Linked DNA regions of Mus musculus: region 1 is linked to region 2. Evidence: chromatin contacts called from public HiChIP or PLAC-seq data. All regions are on one chromosome and are shown on one strand. Each heading gives the region's core, a stretch centred on a gene start, on an enhancer-like site or on the middle of the called end of the contact. The rest is flanking DNA. Distances are from core to core; before and after follow the strand shown.

Region 1 (6,625 bases), core at 2,169-4,668, 480 kb after region 2:
TATATATCAGTAAACAACAAAACAAAACAAAGCAAGATTGGGAAGTAATCTAAGCAGCCATTAAGACTTGTGGAGGATTTGTAGATAATAAAGCAACAAGAGATTATTTCAAGGGGGGGTGCTCATCTTCCCGCCCTTTCCAGCAAGAGACCCTCCTTGTAGTCTACTGAACACAGCAATGCATTTGTGATGATTAATCTCCTTGTTGACTTGAGGAGGGTTAGAGTCACCATGAAAGCAAATCTCAGGCATATCTGTGAGGGACTTTTCAGATTAGGTTAGTAAGTATGAAGACTGACCCTAAAGTGTGTGGTGTCATTTCCAGTAGCTGTAGTCCTAGTTGGCATTAAAAGGAGAAAGCTAGCATCCATGAAAGGATGGATCTCTAGCATCCATCTCTCTCTGATTCCTGATTATGGATGCGGCATGGTCAGTGGCTTCAAACTCCTGCTGCTGGGACTTCCCCCCATGATGGACTGCACCTGAGCCAAGATAAATTCTTTCTTTCTTTCTTTCTTTCTTTCTTTCTTTCTTTCTTTCTTTCTTTCTTTCTTTCTTTCTTCTTTTCTTTCTTTCTTTCTTTCTTTCTTTCTTTCTTTCTTTCTTTCTTTCTTTCTTTCTTTCTTTCTTCCTTCCTTCCTTCCTTCCTTCCTTCCTTCCTTCGCTTTTGTTGGGTATTCTGTTACAGCAAAGAAGAAGTTGGTAGGCTGTGTTTCACAACGCCTATGCTAGGATGGCTTGTTTTGTTTGATCTGAACACCCGTCAAGCCAGGGTAAACTTGAACCTGGCTATGAGGCAGGGGCCAGGATTCTCCCCAATGGGCACCAATGTCAAAAGCCCAGAAGCACAAATCCATATGGCGAAAGGCAATGTCTTAGAGAGTTTGGGATGCTGTTCTCATCATATCGCTGATTGACGGTTCAAGGAAGCTGCCACATGCTGTTTGATTGGCATTTGGATGCTTAACATAAAGCAATAACAAAGTCAACCTTACTTGCCAAGAACTTAGCATATGTTAGACAAAAACTTCCTGGGTCAAAAGAGAGCAAAGAGAGGGTTCCTATCCGGTGGTTAATCACAAAGCAGAAGGGCACATTGGGTTTCACTTCCGGTTGGTTTGTTCAGATGGTATTATGGAGGCAGTTGATAGGGTAGAGAGAAGTGGTACAGAGAGAAATGGTGAGATGCTGTTGCCACAGAGGTGGACAGTTGCTGAGTTGTATGGGAGTCTTGAACGTTAGTGGAGAGGGAGTATGAATGCCAGAGTATTGTGGCTCTTGGGAACTGAGCGGACATCAAGAATCAGAAACATGTGGAATTGGCTCAGATGGTGACAGTCACTAAGAGAAGCAGGTCAGAAAGGGAACAGGGTGGTTTGTATGCTTATTTCTAGCTTTTTGTTTCAAGAGCATTGGAGATTCACACTCTGTCCTCATTCTCTTTGTTCTGTATTACACAGTGAGTTTTCTATTTAAAATAATTTCACGAAGGTAAAAGGGAATTTTTAAAAAAAGGATAAACATAAAGGCAGCCATTAGACTCCTGGCTTTCAGTTCCCCCCACTATGAAAATGCGGTTTGGGTAGCCTGACCTCTTGGGACCTCAGTCTCTAACTGTATGAAGCCAGTTGAGAATATCTTCCCTTTGTGGCTGCACAGAGCATTGGAGGTAATATACACAAAGTGGAGTTCAGAAATTAGGTCTGTTATTACATATCTTAAAAATCCAAGCAGAGGGACCTGGGTGCTCTAACTTCACAGATAATGATCTGAACTGAACCACAACATCAATAAACACTGCCTGGTACCCAGATGGCTTAGACAGATGAGACATCTCCCTGAAAGTGACAGCTGTCAGATGGGGAGTGGGGGCAACCTGTCTCCTGGAGGTTACATCTCTCTGACATGGAAGGAAGATTTCTGAACTTGGAGAACTCAGGGTTTTCCACAATTCACAGAAAGGGCGCAGAAAGATCAGTTTCTTTTTTATGAGTCTATCACTCTCAGAGCATTTGATCATGTTAAACAATATTCATCATGTTCTACTGAATCGTCTTTCACATACCCAAACACACACACACACACACACACACACACACACACACACACACACTTTCTGTAAGGCCCAACCATTGATTTGGTCTGGAGACAACCCTGACCTTGGCTTTCTTATCTGATCTGATGAGGAAGAGGATGGCTCTCAGGCAAAAGCCAGACTGTTCATCAGGTGACTCACACTCTTTTTTCTTTTTTCTTTTTTCTTTTTTTTTTCGAGACAGGGTTTCTCTGTGTAGCCCTGGCTGTCCTGGAACTCACTTTGTAGACCAGGCTGGCCTCGAACTCAGAAATCCGACTGCCTCTGCCTCCCGAGTGCTGGGATTAAAGGCGTGGGCCACCACGCCCGGCGACTCACACTCTTGTTACACTCATGAGTCCCTTATATAGTTCAGTCAATACCTGTCCCGCAGACACCATGCTTGGTGAGTGTTTTCTAACCTCCCTTCTCACTCCCAGTATATGGAAAAGCAGGAGGCAGCAGGGAGAAGAAGCCCTTACTCAGCGTTGGCTGAGCTACAGACAAAACATTTCCTTAACGACTCCTTTCTCAAACTCTGTCCACTTTCTTAGGGAGCCCTCCTTTGGAGTCATTTACCTAGGGCACAGGAGTCCCTATCGTTCTCATCTTAAATATCATAGATAAACCAACGCTACTGTCTCCCAGCCTACCTTTCCTCGGGCTACCGACTAGATCCCGAGTAAAAATACAAAGCACTCTGAAGGCACGTTCCAAAGCACGAAGGGTCTGCTCAGTGTGCGCTGGAAGACAAGAGTAGCTGGGCAGGGAGTACAGACAGAAAGTAGGGTGCAGCAGCCAGAAGTTCCCCCTCAACCTTAACTATCTGCTGTGTGACAGTCGACAGAAAGCATCAGCACCGCTAGAGGGCTCACTTCTCCAGCCCAGTCTGTCTCTTCAGGAGGTTTGAATGCCTGCCACTGGGAGCTCTCTGGTCGTCCTCCATTTAGGGGCGCTGTCTTATTGATAAAAGAACCACTTGCCTCCCGAGAACGCTTCAACTGTCAATATTGCTGTTTAATTCAAGGGGCACAGAAGAATTCAAGGCACAATTAATTCTAGTTTCATTTTGTTTCTAAAAATAAAACTGTTAAAAAAAATCAAGGGGAAGCTTTTCTATCTGAGGAGTGGAGGCGAAGCCATAAAACCATGTAAGGAGGATGGCAGTTAGGGTAAGAAGTACGGAGCCATGTCTGTGCTCCTTGATCTTGTTACTACATATAGAGGTCTCTTCCTGGGAGCAGAAGGGTTTGGCGAGAAAAGCACAAATGACCTCATCCCACAGCAAGGCTCTACCCCTAAAGGTTCTGCGATCATCCCAAACAGCGCCCCATGCTGGGGACCAAGTGTTCAAACATAGGTGCCTATGGACTGACATCCACATTCAAACCACAACAAGCACCTTTCCCTACCTGCCCTGTGCTGCAGCCCACAGGGAGGAGGCTTTGTAATTCCCAGAGTATTCGCTGAAGGAGTCACAAGTTCCCAGAACGTCTTGTATTCCATTTTTCCTGGAGACACTAGATCCCCAGATAATTGCTGCATTATGGTCTTATTTCAGGGAGAGTGACTGGGGAGAGATTTGGCAAGCATGGGACTACCCCTCATACAAGATGGGCAACATACTCCATCCTGGAAGAGTTTGGCGTTAACTTTCCCAGTGTAGGTCTCTGGTCTGAACCCTTGTATTGGGTTGATTAACAACTGCTGGCCGCTTCTTTGGCCCTGTGCCTACATGAAAGGCAAAACCACATCCAAGTACCTCGGAGTCTGAGATAGGAGTCTCCCAGGAGCCCCATATCCCAAGAATTAAGGTGGAAAAAGGCTGGGAGGTGAATTTGGGAGAAGTGGTTTGGGAGTATTCAGGAGGTAAAAGTAGAGAGGGAAGACGCCAGTCACCTGAAGTCATTTTAGACAATAAATTAGGATTCCTTTTTTAAGTTGTGTACATGGAATTCTCCTTCATGACCTCCCAGAGAAGCTTGTAAACAAATTATTTTTACTCATTTTTGGCTGTTGCGCTGATGTTTCTTTTATGACACCAGAGCAACAAGAGCTAAGAATATCCCCAATTTACTCTTAAGGGATTAAAAAGAATAAAATCTCTAGGGCTGCCTTTCCCATGGGCTCTTCTGCCTTGGAGTCTTTGAATAAGTTTTGGAACACATTTGGCAAGGCCTTTCAGGGAGAGAGAATCATAAGCAATTCTGAGAAAGGTTCTTTTAGAAATGGAAAATCTGTGAGAGTACAAAATTCTACAACTGTCTCCGTGACCCCACATGACCTCCTTGGACACTGGACTAGTTCCGGATGACTGTGGAAATTTCCATGGCAAAGCCTTGTCTAGAAAAACATCACCGAACTCTGAGGAATGCTTAGGGGTGCAATGTCATCCCAAAGAAAACTTATCTGACCTTTCTTAAAGTTATGCATGTGAAAGGTTTCTTAGCTTGTGGTTTGGTACCAGATTCCAAATATGATCAAGATGAATCCCTGACTATTTGCACTGACGAGTAGTTACTCAAGAATTGCTAAATTAATTGGTTTTGTTTCAGTGAAATTAGCTATAGAGGAGTTATTCTTAAAAGGTTTTATTTATTATTTTAATGTATTTAATGTGCGTATCTGTGCCTGTGTGAGTGCATGCACACTTGTGTGCATAGAAGCACATGCCTGAGTGTTATTAATGTCCATAAGATATTCCGGTGTGCCATTCTGCCTATTCCTTTGAGGCAGAGTCTCTCCCTGAACCTGAGGCTCAGACTCTCTCAGCTAGTCTGGAAGCTAGACTATTCGAGCTGTCTTCCTGTTCCTGTCTGCACTTCCCCTCCGGGCTAGTGTTCCAGGCTTTTGCAGGAAGCCCCCATCTTCTGCAGGGGCCCTGGAATCCAAAATCTGGTCCTTGTGATTGTGGGGCCAAGAGCAACAGCGGATCTGTCTTTCCAGACCCCAAACATGCAGGCTTTATTTTACTAATCACTATTGTGGGGGTGGTCATTGGGGTGTGTGTGTGTGTGATGTAAGAAAGACCTTATAGGGAAGCTATATGAATAGGTCTGATGCAACTTGATGAGTTTTGACAACTGTGCGCAAGAATATGAAGAACACTCGGTTGTTTTTTTTTTTTTGCTGTCTCCTTCGAGTTGACGCTGCCTACTACAAGAAACCACTGGCCTAATTTCTCTCTGTTTAAGTTCTCTACCCCCTCTCCCTCTCTCTCCCTCTCTCCCTCTGCCCCCCCATTTACATCTAAGTGAATCATGTAAGTGAAGTCATGTAAGTAAGTATGACTAGCTTCTTTAGTTTGTTTTTTTTTGGAGATTTCTCTATGTTGTGTGGCAGGAATTCGTTCTTTTGAATGCTTTGGTGCATTTTTGAATTTATACTCTATTCTCACAATGATAGGTACATATGTTACTGGGTTGGTTTTGTTGCTTTAGAGATAAGGTCTGGAGTAGCCCAGGCTGGTATCAAACTCATAACTCTCCTGCTCCAGCTTCCGGAGATCTGGGATTATAAGTATTTCCCACCATGTCCCAACTTGGGTTCGTTATTAATTAGAAGTCTGTGTCAAATTCTCTCTTGGTGCACATTATTTCACTACTCTGAGACAAATACTTCAGGGTGGAATTGCTAGACAGGTGTATATTTAACAGTATCTGAAATATATTCTTTAAATTATTTTAGATTTATGATGTGCTCATGAGTATTTTGCCCACATAAATATATATGCACCATACTCATGCCGGGTATTTGCAGAGGACAGAAGACAGCATCAGGTCCCCCTGGAAATGGAGTTACAGAGAGTCTTGAACCACAGTGTGAGTTCTAGAAACCAAATCTTCATCCTCTACAAGAATGCCAGCTCTTAATTCCTGAGCCATCTCTCCTGTTCCATTTTAAATACCTTAAACCATTGGTTCAAAACCTTCCTGATGCTGCGACCCTTTAATACAGTTTCTCATACTACGGTGAGCCCCCACCCATAAAATTAGTTCGTTGCTACTTCATAACCATAATTTTGCTACTGTTATGAATCGGTATGTAACTATTTTTGGAGCTAGAGGTTTGCCAAATGGGTCACAACCCACAGGTTGAGAACTGCTACCATAAACAGTTTGCCCAAGTAATTTTATCTTGTGCTCTCAACACTATATAAAATAATTCCAGCAGCTCAGATTCCCCTTCACATTTGGTGCAGATTTCTGTCTATTTTTTTTTTTTTTCTATTTCACCCATCCTAACGGGCAAATTCATGGTGGTTTTCAATTTGTGGGTTTTTTTTTCCCTTGAAAAAGTTATTTATTATTTGTGTGAAGTGCATAAGCACACACGTGTGGAGGTCAGGGAGCAACTTTCAGGAGTGGGTTTTCTCCTTCATCCATGGGTTCTGTTCAGTTAACTTGGGCCATCGGGTGTGGGGGTCAAGCACACCTAGCTTGCCTCTCTCTCTCTCCCCATCTCCCTCTCTCCCTCTCTTGCTCTCTCCCCCTCTCCCCCTCTCTCCCTCCCCCCCCCCCTCTCTCTCTCTCTCTCTCTCTCTCTCGTCCT
Region 2 (6,238 bases), core at 2,825-5,324:
TATAATATATTTACCACATACATAAACACATATACTTGAGTACACATCTCCTACACATACACACAAAATTAAAATATTTAATACCAGAATAGGAAGTGTCTTCTACTGTGTTGTTAGTGATGGTAATATAAGGGATGTAATAATAACCAATTTTTAAAAAAAAAAGGTCCATTAATATCTTCAGTGAGTTTGTTTCATGATGATGATGAATAGAGAAGTAGAATTTAGTATTGAATAATAATAACAGGAGCTCTTTATTTCTACACTATACACTGAAAAAGGAAAATAGCACACATACCAAGCAAGACTTACTCAGTCCTTACAGTAGTAATATTCAAAATAGCCAATTAAAATTTTCCTTTATAAACTGTGTGGTGGTAGCACAGGCCTTTAATCCCGGTGCTCAGGAGGCAGAGAGATTTCTGTGAGTTTGAGGCCAAGCTGCTCTACAGAGTGAGTTCCAGGACAGCCAGGGCTACACAGAGAAATCTTGTCTCAAAGAACTAAAAGAAAAAAAAAGAAAAAGAAAAAAAGAAAGAAAGGAAAAACCAGGAGAAATCATTTTAACATTGATGGAAATAATTCAATGAGAACTAACTTGCAGAGTTCCAAGTTCCTTTTCAAAAATAACTTGTTTATTTTTATTTTATGAACACAGGTGATTTAACTGCATGTGTGTGAGGGCATCAGTTCCCTAAGATCAGGAGTTACAGACAGTTTGAGCTGCCATGTTGGAGCTGGGACTTGAACCCAGGTCCTCTGGAAGAGTAGCCAGTACTCTTAACTGCTGAGCCGTGTCTCCAACCTCCAACTTCCAAGTTCTCAAGTAGGGACAGTTGAAGCATTGCCAAAGGCATATAACCTTCCTCAGCCTCAGCCAGGTCAGGGAGAGCCTGGATCGCAGCTCTGGACCCGATCCCAGCACCTGGGCTTCGGTGTTCCTTAATATTTATAGTGCATCTGAGGTCTGCGACTAAATGCACTCTAAGAGTGTAAGCCATCTGAAGGAGAAAAAAGACCATTTTTTTATTGTTTAAAATGAAATAAATGTAACTTGTTTGACCAAAAAGGGGCTGATCTGGCTAAGCATAAATTAGCACATCACTTTGGATGTGAATGGAGTAAAACATCCATTAACAGTCCCTTGTCATCGCTGGAGCTGCCAGAGAGAAATGTCAACACAATCCATTATTTTTAATTTCATTACTGCAATAGAAAGGAAAGGGGAAAAGAAAACCCCTTCTCTTTAGAGAACAAAAGTTGAAAAATTCAGAACAAAAAGAGCATCTGTCCGTGGAAGTATATAACCAATTTTCTTTTGGAAAATAGTGTGGATATCTTCCTGTGGAAAAAAATAATTTAGATTCTTATTTTTTTTATTAATTGTTTTTGTTTACATCCCAAATGTTGCCTCCTTACTGGTCCCCCCTCTCACAGTTCTTCCCCCATAGCCTCTCTTCTTTGCCTCTGAGAGATTGTTCCCACCCTGTATCCCTCCACTCTGATGTAGTTAGGCACATCTTTTCCTACTAAGGCAAGACAAGGCAGTCCTCTGCTACATGTGTGCGGGGCTGAGGGTGTGAAGCAGGGAGAGAGGCTCAGACCAGCCCATGCATGCTCTTTGCTCAGTCTCTGGGAGCTCCCAGGAATCCAGGTTAGTTGACACTGTTGGTCTTCCTATGGGGTTGCCTTCCCCTTCAGCTCCTTCAATCCTTCCACTAACTCTTCCATAGGGGTCCCGATCTCCGACCAATGCTTGGCTATGAGTATCTGCATCTATTTCAGTCAGATGCTGGGTAGAGCTTCTCAGAGGACAGCCATGCTAGGCTCATATCTGAAAGCACAGCCTAGCAACAGTAATAGTATCAGGAATTGGTGCCCGCCCATGGTGGATCCCAAGTTGGACCAGTCACTGGTCAGCTATTCCTTCAGTCTCTGCTCCATTGTCTCTGCATTTCTTTGAGACAGAAGAAATCTTGGGTGGAAAGTTTTTTAAGTGGGTTGGGTCCCCATCCCTCCACTGTAGATCCTGTCTGACTACTGGGGGTGGTCTCTTCTGGTTTCCCACTGTTGAGCATTTCAGCTAAGGTCATCCACATTGGTTCCTGGGAGCCTCCCCCACTCCAGATCTCTGGGATTTTTCTAGAGCTTCCCCCACCCCCAGCAGCTGCATATTTCCATGTATTCCCCTTGTCCTTTGGACCTCTCTCCTGTCTCCCTGCTCCATACCTGATCCTGCCCCCTTTTTCTCTCCCCCCTAGATTCCTCACTCTCTCTGCCTCCCCTGATTATTTTGTTCCTCCTTCTAAGTTGGATTGAAGCATCCTCAATTGGACCTTCCTTCTTGTTAACCTTCTTATGGTTGGTCTGTGGGTTGTATCCTGGGTATTCTGTGGTTTTTTTTTTTTTTTCCTAATATCCACTTATCAGTGAGTACATACCATGTATGTCCTTTTGGGTCTGGGTTACCTCACTCAGGATGATATTTTCTAGTTCCATCCATTGGACCCCTGTATTTAGCTATGTAAGATCAATGAAGAGATTACACACTTTTGTCTCAAGGTGTCTATCTCAACACCTGTAATTACGAGCTGAGAAATGAAAATACAAAGAATCCCCAAGCATTCTGCGAGTTCAAAAAACACACATTATTTTGGACATTTATCTTAAAAGAACCAGAAGGAAAAGTCAATCCAAATTCTAGGGAATTTTAATCCGTGTGCCACACACATTTTCTTAGCCCTTTGTAAGACAGATTCAAAGGACTGAGTTTTCTAAGGAGCCCTTTCTAAGGAGCTTAAGCCCTAATCGGTTAAGTGTGACTCTGGCTTGAAATGGGATTTGGTGTCACACAATTAAGAATGTAGTTCAGTGTGGTGTAAATTGTCAGTAGAGTCGGGTTATTGCTCTTGGAATTGTCTGGGATGCAGTTCAGTGTTTCTTTGACAAATGTTTGTTCGACCCTGAGTGTTGATTTGGATTTCAATCTGTGGAACAAATTGCCCAACCTCAGCGACTAAAAGCACCTCTATTTTACCTGCTTGTGGTTTGATGGGTCAAGAATTTGGGGTGACTCTGGCATGGTGACTTTAGAACGTGTCATATTCCTGGGAATAGCCAGGTCTGATCACATGGTTCCAGAGTGGGTATAACTAGGAAGGTGAGACCACACAACTCCTCATCTCCTTTCTTGCCAACTCTCTACCCTGGAGGTCTTCTCATAGCAATTAGATACTAGAAGTGAGGGTTGTGAATACTCCAAATCAAAGCTCAAGTTTTTAAGGTCCAAGCTAGCAAGGTTCATTGCACTGTTTCTGCAGAGGCCTATTGGTCAAAACAGGTCACAGACCAGGTAGGATCTGGGCACAGGAAGTGTGGAGTAGCACCACAGATGAGTACTGAGGTCTCAGAAGCAGGCTATGGCCTTCATTCTTGCAGCACCCTCTAGCACAGACATTTCGGGGGTTAGTATACCTTCTCACAGAGAGGACCTCTCATCTTTTCTGAGATTGGACCTTTTGTTTCATTCATTACATGGCTGATAGCAGGAGTCTACTAAAACAAAACTGTGCTCAGGGAGTTGGGGAGACGGCTCAGTTAATACAGTGCACGCTGTACAAGTGCAGCAACCTGAGTTGGTTACCCAGAGCCCATGTGAAAAAGCAGGGCTTGGTGAAACATGGTCGTTCTGGGCCAGATGCTGCATATTCCAAGGCCTTCCACCCTTTGTATTCCTAGGATGCTACCTGCATTGATATATATCTCCATAATGAATTTTAAACCTAGACTTCATCTTCTCTCACTGGGTCACTTGCTAAACCTTGACATGTCACACAGGCCACATTCCCTCTGTGTGCCATGACATCTTGGACTCATAAGTATGTGAGCAGACATGGCAGTCCTTAGCTCTGTCCCCAGTGTGTTGGAAAGCAGGGTCTCTATGTACCTCCAGTCTAGATCACCTCTTACAAAGAGTCGTGCATGTGACAAGAGGAAGCCTGTGCTAAGTGTCAGTTTAGTGCAGGCATATGACCGAGCAGCAGAGTGACTGGGAGGGAGACCAGAAAACCCTTAAACAGGAAGAAGGTGGGTGTGATAAAGAGAGTCAGGGCTGGGTGTGGGGGGAGTGGCTAGCAGTACTGAAGAACCAACAGAGCCAAAGCTCTGTTGCAAGAATCAGAGTGGCAAGAAAAATGAAGAGAAAGCTCCAGAAAAGTGAAGGACAGAAAGTAAAACAGAAAATGTGATTCAACAGGAGAGGTGCGGATCATGGGGTAAAGATGAAGGAAAAGGCGGTGAAAAGATGGAGGTGACTGAGCATCATCAGAGCTGATGAGCATCCACAGGGATGAAGAAAGAAGCAGACAGAAGGGTTCCTAACCGGGAGTCAAACAATAGAACACTCCAAAACCCAAACTGTCAGTCCATTCCCCCTTGACCAAATAATGTCAAACTGACTGGATAGCGTTAAAGTCAGTCATATGTGCCAGCAGGCCCACGATACACATGTTCATCCTACATTCTAGTGAATAAGGTACAGGGGCGGTTGTCTTGCTGGGGAACTGAGGAGAGGTGTTGTGTCCTGAAGAGCTAAGCAAGAAAGATCTACTTGGGAAGAACTCGGCTTTGTATGGCAGTTGGGGGAGACAAAGTATAAAGAAAGCAATCTAATTGACATGAGGAAAAGAGGTCCTGTTAAATATTGGAAAAAAAAATATGGTTGCCCATTTGACTCTGAATCTGTTCTGCTGTATCGCACAGGTAACTGGCTTTTCCCGTCCATCAGGTAGTGTTCTTACCTACTCCCAGCTACTGATTCATGTCGCCCTTGTAACTACTCTTGAGGTTGGTACTATTGTTAATTCTGAGTTTATAGACAGGGAAACTCTGGTCTACTGCTTTTTCAGGAAACCAGGGTTCAAATCTCAGCACCCATACAGTAGGGCTGTAACTCTAGCTCCAGGGATCTAATGCCTTTTTAGGGCTTTCCTGGGAATACACGCAGCCCAGTGAGTTGGAAGTTGGACCCAAATGGCTTGATGTTGCAATCTGTCTTTTGTTCTTGCAGTCATTACTGGTACATATTAATTATGCAGACTCCTGATCACATTGTGACATCATATGTGCACACTTTCCCCTCCCCTCCCTGATGCCTTCCTCCTTCCTCTTCACTAATACTTTCCATTTCATTTTCACTTCCTTTCCCACCCCTCCCCTCTTCCTCTAAAGTTTACACTAAGGAAAAACTCTTGATAGAAAATATGCAATGCTTGTAGTTCTGAGCATGACTTTTTTGCTTAACATAATCTCCAGTGCCATCCATTTTCTTGGAAGTGCCAGGGTCTTTTCTTGTTATTATTCTCTTTGAAACAGATGTCAAACTCCAGATCCTCCTGCCTCATCCTTCCCAGTCCTAGGATTTATTTCTGTTCATGAATGTGTATGACAGAGAGACAGGGAGGGGGAGAGAGAGGGGCAAACAGAGATACAGAGGGGAGGAGAGAAAGGGAGAGAACATGCGAGAGAGAGAGAGAGAGAGAGAGAGAGAGAGAGAGAGAGAGAGGAGAGGAGGAAGGGAAGCAGAAAGACAGAGAGAGAGGGAGAGAGGGGGGAACAGAGACAGGAAGGGAGGGAGGGGGAGGGGGAGAGGGAGGGGGAGGGGGGAGGAGGAGGTGGAGAGGGAGGGGGAGGGGGGAGGAGGAGGGGGAGAGGGAGGGGGAGGGGGAGGGGGAGAGAGGGGGAGGGGGAAGGGGAGAGAGGGGGAGGGGAGAGAGGGGGAGGGGGAGAGAGGGGGAGGGGAGAAAGGGGGAGGGGGAGAGAGGGGGAGGGGGAGAGGGAGAGAGGGATGAATGCGTATATTCCCAGGGAAGCCCTAGAGCTAGAGTTACAATCCCACAATGTAGGTGCTGGGAATTGAACCCTGGTCTCCTGAAAGAGCAGTAGATCAGAGTTCCCTTCCAGCACCCACATCAGGTGGCAGACAGCCATCTGAAACTCTGCCTCCAGGAGTTCTGGCTACCTCCACTGACCTTTGTATGCACCCCTACCACATACACATGCACACACACACACACACACACATGCACACATAAATAAACCAACATAAATACTTTCAAAGCCATGGCTTCCATCAGCTAAGGATGCTTCTCTGCCTGCCTGACCGTAGAGATCACTTCAATCGCCACCTTCATGCCCTATGTATTTTCCTTCCCAGTATGTCCAGAAACCTGATTTATTT

The links. HiChIP or PLAC-seq counts read pairs in DNA pulled down with a chosen protein or histone mark.
Region 1: a contact with region 2 is called in an H3K27ac HiChIP or PLAC-seq map of regulatory T cells, with 10 times the contacts expected there. The contact joins two enhancer-like sites. A contact is called at or near these places in 2 of 484 Hi-C or Micro-C datasets (Th1 cells and regulatory T cells) and 6 of 115 datasets of contacts at active chromatin or transcription factors (CD8 T cells, effector CD8 T cells, large pre-B cells and 3 more).

What each region holds. Positions count from the first base shown.
Region 1 is chr2:11,661,208-11,667,832 of GRCm38.p6, forward strand. The region is part of intron 1 of Il2ra (interleukin 2 receptor, alpha chain); the gene reads left to right. Among named protein-coding and RNA genes, the nearest start is that of Il2ra, 22 kb to the left of the region's middle. Within about 2 kb of position 3,419, at least 65 of the 459 cell types and tissues checked have an H3K27ac peak or open chromatin away from gene starts, as enhancers often do. A contact at or near this core is called in CD8 T cells, Th1 cells and regulatory T cells, where this site is marked.
Region 2 is chr2:11,183,312-11,189,549 of GRCm38.p6, forward strand. All of the region lies in intron 1 of Prkcq (protein kinase C, theta), which reads left to right. Among named protein-coding and RNA genes, the nearest start is that of Prkcq, 14 kb to the left of the region's middle. Within about 2 kb of position 4,075, at least 75 of the 459 cell types and tissues checked have an H3K27ac peak or open chromatin away from gene starts, as enhancers often do. A contact at or near this core is called in CD8 T cells, Th1 cells and regulatory T cells, where this site is marked.